Linked DNA regions of Sus scrofa: region 2 is linked to region 1. The links are chromatin contacts, called in public Hi-C maps. All regions are on one chromosome and are shown on one strand. Each heading gives the region's core, a stretch centred on a gene start, on an enhancer-like site or on the middle of the called end of the contact. The rest is flanking DNA. Distances are from core to core; before and after follow the strand shown.

Region 1 (2,700 bases), core at 199-2,698:
AAGCATAAAGGGCAATTCAAAGTAGTGTCTGTTGATTAGCGACGTAATGGTGCTTATCTGCACTTTTGAAAAAGGGGAGCAGAGAATTAGGAAGGTTGTAAAGGATAACCTGCTCTGAAAAAATAGGAACAGGTTTGGCCTAATCTGGAAGGGAATCCAGAGCAAACTCCAAAGTCAAAGCCTGGGAAAGTGACACCTCGTTCTCAGCTCCCGCAGCCACTGGTGCTGCCCCTGGGGTCACTCTCCAGGTGCCCGCACCACCCCCACCCCAGAAATTCCTGACGGTCGTCTTGACCGCCGGGACCGAGTCACGGGCGCCCTCTGGCGGCAATCCTCGGACAACGACCTCTCGAAGCGCGGGGGCGGGGCTGGCGAACTAGGGAGAGAAGGGGTGTGGTCTTCTCGCGTGAACTAATGGCGTCATCGAAGCGACGGGCCCGGAAGGAAGTAGCGCGCTGAGGGGTGTGGCGGCTTCTGCGGTTGCACTGGGGTTCGGACGAGTACGGAGCGCCTGGAGGGACAGCCTGGTACGCGGCCCCCGCCTCTTAGTGCGCGCGCTGGGCCTCCTTGCGGCTCGCGGCCGGAGCTGATCATCGTTTTCCCAGGCCCTCGCACAGCATCCTCTCTCCCTTGGGAGCGAGAAAGCAACCCCTTTCTGTCCCCTCCATTTCCCGCGAGCCCCTAGGCGGGACGGAGCGGAGGCTCTCGGAGCCTCCAGCCCCGACCCAGGGCTCTTGGGACTTGCGACCCTCTCTCCAAAAAGGGCAGGGAAGGAGCGCGAGGTGGGGCGGGGGTGACTTCGGGGGAGGGAAGGGCTTTTGTAGAAAGGACGCAGCTGCAGATCGGTAGCTGGAGGCCACACGGTAAAATAAGCGCCTCGCAGACGTCTGCGCCCGAGTTAAGTTAGACCCAGGAGGCAGAGTCCACGCCCTGCGCGGGTGGGCCCCGGCACCCCGATTGGGAACCTCGCTGTCAGTTACCCTAGTTTTTGCAGATCGTTCAGTGTTCAGGAAATGAGTCCCTGGATGCCAGCTCTTTCGCGTCCTGGTGTCTGAATGCAGTTGGACGCCGGAGCCCAGAGTCTCCCCAGCCTGAAGAACCCGCTTTCTGCTCTCACCATGAGCTTGCGGAACCTGCCAGGTGCAAAGCACCGGTCAAGCATATGGGAGGGAGTGTGGCTTCAGTCTTGCTCAGAGCCCTGCATTGTTTAGGGCCAAAGGAATAACTGGGAAAGTGAATGAAAGGCCAGAGAATCCCGCCATGGAACTCCGCTCGTATGCTGTCTCTGTCGCTCCAGCATCTGAAAGGAGTAAATAATGGTTTCCTTTGAAATGGCAGGCAATTAGGACTGGGAGTCTCTGACCAGAATTACACAGCCACAACTGCCTGTCATTTGACATGCTCTGTAATTTGGGCCAACGTACTGCAGCTGCTTCTCTTCCTCTTTTACTAGTATGAGTGGCTCCGGTGACAGCCCCTTCGTGTTCACAGGAAGAGAAGGCTGTGTTCTGAACGCTGACCAACTTGCACTGGTTTTCCCTTGGGCCAGGGCTGTTTCTGGAGTCACTGCCTCTTCCAGGAGGTGGGGAATATCATTCCACAGTTAAGGAATGGATGGGAGTGTCGACTGAGAGCAGGGATGAGGAGAGGTGTAGATCTAGCCTCTGTTCATACTACTATGGGCTGGATGGGAACCACTTTCAAGCGCCCAGCCTGGAGAGGTGCTCTCAGGGTCAGAGCTTTTCTCCCTCAAGTCGGACGGCACACGTTTTCCCGTTCTTTTTCCCCAGGATAAACTTTCACTGATGGCTCAGTTGGGAGCAGTTGTGGCTGTGGCTGCCAGTTTCTTTTGTGCATCTCTCTTCTCAGCCGTGCACAAGATAGAAGAGGGGCATATTGGGGTGTATTACAGGTAAGGCAGCAGCAGGCGCAATTTCCTGTTAAATGACTCTTCCCAAGTCAATGTTTAACAGATTCTGCTATCTCTGTTTGTATTTTGTTGAATAGGGGAGGATTTTAGAATGAGCTTTTGTGTCAGTGGCCATGGGGAGGGAAGTAACACACACACAAATACATACATGAAAGTAAAACTTAGTGGTCTAAGTTGATGCCATGGATGGTGATTGATAAACATTTATAGAGACTTAGAGATAAAACCTAAAGGCAAGCAGGTTCCTTGAAGATCATCTGAAACAGTGTTTGCTCCTACTTCTCTCTAGGCATCTTGGTGCCACAAGCTTACCTCTAATGAGGACCAGTTCTTGATGTAATTTAGACCTATTCTTGAAAATTGACATTTCAGGAAAAATGAAAGAGACTGCAGGTTGATTCACATCCATCAAGGCAAACTCTAGGTTCTTACAGTAACCCATTATGGTCACTTTATTTCATTACTCTTTTAAAAAAAAATGTATCTTTATTGGAGTTTCCATTGTGGCTTACTGGGTTAAGGACCCAACATAGTCTCCAGGAGGGTATGTGTTCGATCCCTGGCCTCACTCAGTGGATTAAGTATCCTATGTTGCCATAAGCTGTGGTGTAGGTCACAGATATGGCTTAGATCCAGCATTGCTGTGGCTGTGACATAGGCCATCAGCTACAGCTCTGATTGGAACCCCAGTCCAAGAACTTCCATAGGCTGCAGGTGCAGCAATAAAAAGGAAAAAAATACATCTTTGCCTTAATAAAGAGGCATTTATA
Region 2 (2,700 bases), core at 183-2,682, 35 kb before region 1:
TTGTTATTTCCATGACAGTTGTTTCATTCTGTTGGAAGGACCCCTTTGAAATCATCTATCCCCGTCTTGGTTCTCATGTGATCGCAGGGCGTTGATCAACGAGCAGCAGAGTCAGGGACGGGTAGTCCTGGAGCAATATGCCCCGAGTGACAGGCCTGACAATCGGAGTGATGGATTCGAGCTGGGAAAGTGGTACTCCAAGCGAGGCAGTGACACCAGCGCGCCTCCACTGGTCGCTGAGAGCACGGCGAAGTGGTCTCCCCGGAGGCCAGAGCACAAAGACCCAGGTTCACCTTCTGATCCGCAGGCAGGGAACCTTAATGATGTCGAGATTAGGTCTATGTAAAATCTCTGCCCGGTGCGAGGCTGGCAATGCAAACTTTATTAGAAAGGCACCAGGGGAAGGAGGTGGAGTAGAGGAGAATACTGTTATTTTTAATACAAAGTTTTTAACTCCGAAATTTCCCTGGGAAATTTACCCCCTCCCCAGCCCCGAGAGAAGAAAACATGTGGGGGACGCATCTCTAGAGTTTGTATCCGGGTGCAGCACTTAGATTCCCCCAACCCCCAAATAGCAGCAAGGCTCTGTGCCGTGAGAGAATTTTATGCCTCTAAGCAGGACATTGTAAGAAACCTGAAAACACACTCAAAAACATCGAACCTATAAATCTGTGCGCCGGCGGCGCGCACAACCTAGGGAACAGCGCCTTATCGCAATCATTTCACCCCCTAAGGGAGTCCTCAAACTTGCAGGCTTCGGACAGGACTGGCTCAAAGTTATTGGAGCGCTTTACCCCGCATCCCGAGAACCGCTGCTGCCTCCGGGTCTCGAGCGCTTCCAAATGAGCCCACCCGGGAGAAGCCAATTAGGGGAAGAGAGCTGGACCGGAGCGGAGCCGGAGCTGAGCCTGAGCAGAGCCTGAGCAGGGCCGCAGCAGAGCTGGGTTCCCGAGGCACGGCCCGCCCCCAGGCCGCCTCGGGGAGAGGCTTGGACCTGACTGTAAGAGAGCCAACGCCGGGAGCTCCTACCCCACCCCCACCCCAGTCCACCCCACCCCAAACACACACGGCCTGAGGGTGACTGCCCCCGCCAGCACCAACTCCCCGCGGTGCGAAGGGAGAGAGAACAGAGCGATAGGGAAGCTAGCGAAAGACAGGGCGCAGACCTTGGGGTCACGGAGAAGTCCCCTGCTCTCCGGGACCCCAGGGTAGGGGTGGCCCAGTTGGGGGGAGGGGAGGAGTGCGGAGAGTGGTAAAGGCCGAGGCGGGAGAGGCGCGCGCAGGCGAGGCCCCTTTAAGGCTCTCCCCGCCCACCGGCGGCGCCGGCCTCCGCCCGCCGCTCTCCCCGCCCCGGGGTCCCGGCGAGAGCTGCGATTGGGCGGCCGCGGCGATCCCTTTGAAGTGTGGCTGCCGATCGCGGCTATTTGACGTGCGGCTCGCGGAAGGCGAAGGTTTTTGTGTTGCTCGCCGGGAATAGCGGCGGCGGCGGCGGCTGCAGCGGCGGCGGTGGCGTCGGTGGAGGAGGGGTGGAGGCGCAGCGGCTGCTGCACCGCGCTTGGCGCTGCGGAGCGAGCCCACCCGCCGCGGGAGCTCGCCTCCCCGGTGCTCCCCCTCCCTCCCCGCCCCCCCAGTGGCGCTGCCTCCTCCAAATGAGCGATTCGCCCGCTGGATCTAACCCAAGGACACCCGAAAGCAGCGGCAGCGGTAGCGGCGGAGGCGGGAAGAGGCCGGCGGTGCCGGCGGCGGTGTCTCTCTTGCCCCCGGCGGACCCCCTGCGCCAGGCAAACCGGCTCCCCATCAGGGTCCTGAAGATGCTGAGCGCGCACACCGGCCACCTCCTGCATCCGGAGTACCTGCAGCCGCTGTCCTCCACTCCCGTCAGCCCCATTGAGGTCAGTCGACTGGTCGCTGCCAGTCCAGCGCCGGCCCCATTCCGCCCACCACTGCCGGGCCCACGGCCCTGCTCCCTGCGCCCTGGGGCTCGGTGCGACGCTCAGGTCCGGCCACACTGGCGGACGGTGTGAGAAGGGACGGAGAACAGAGGGATCAGAGCCCACACGGTTCTCCCTGGGCTTTTCCGGAAAGGTTCCCCTTCCACACTCGCCTTTCGGAGCTACATGTTTTCTCCCGGATTGGGTTTGCTCTTGGAGTCTCCACTGGGTCTTTTACTTTTCCTCGCCACCCAGTTTCCAGGCCGGAGAAGATCTCTCCTGGGCCTCTCCCGCCCACCTCTCTCTACCCGGGTTTGTTCTCTTTGAAGCCGGATCGGCCCGGTCCTGCTCCGCCTCTGTCCCATCCGGTTAGAGCGCACTACGCCCCGGCACTCCCGATCCCAGGTCTTTCTTCCTCCCACTTCCCTGGGTGCCCTCCCCGGGAGGGAGGGGCTACCAAGAGAGCGCCAACGGCAGCCCTAGCTTCAGAACGCGCTTTTCCCGGCTTCTACCCCGCGGCGCCACCGCCTGAAACCCGTCCTAAGCGAAGTTACCCAAACTGAAGCAATAAGTTTTTCCCTGGGCATAGACTAGGGGGAGATTCGAGGGCAGGGGGCGAGTTACAGGCCCTCCCTCAGCCCTGACTCCAGAGAAGTCACCTTTGGTAGACTACTTCCACTGCTCTTTTCCCGGGACCGGTGGCGCACTCCGGGGACACCGAGAGCGAGGGATCTCACCGGCCGGCAGGGTTAGCGCAGTTCCGCCCAGC

What was found. A called contact is a pair of places that touch in the nucleus more often than the background predicts.
Region 2: a Hi-C map of skeletal muscle shows a contact between it and region 1, with 2.7 times the contacts expected there. The contact joins the promoter of ZNF703 here to the promoter of ERLIN2 in region 1. A contact is called at or near these places in 1 of 5 promoter capture datasets (liver), 9 of 47 Hi-C or Micro-C datasets (brain, embryonic fibroblasts, fibroblasts and 3 more) and 2 of 2 datasets of contacts at active chromatin or transcription factors (alveolar macrophages and skeletal muscle).

The regions. Positions count from the first base shown.
Region 1 is chr15:48,660,354-48,663,053 of Sscrofa11.1, reverse strand. ERLIN2 (ER lipid raft associated 2) reads left to right here and starts at 1,448. Exons shown (of 11, transcript NM_001143706.1): 1 at 1,448-1,912. The coding sequence starts at 1,806.
Region 2 is chr15:48,695,371-48,698,070 of Sscrofa11.1, reverse strand. It overlaps ZNF703 (zinc finger protein 703), which reads left to right and starts at 1,432. Exons shown (of 2, transcript XM_003133370.5): 1 at 1,432-1,892. The coding sequence starts at 1,650. LOC110256999 (a long non-coding RNA gene) reads right to left here and starts at 1,298. Exons shown (of 2, transcript XR_002339108.1): 1 at 1,167-1,298; 2 at 1-379.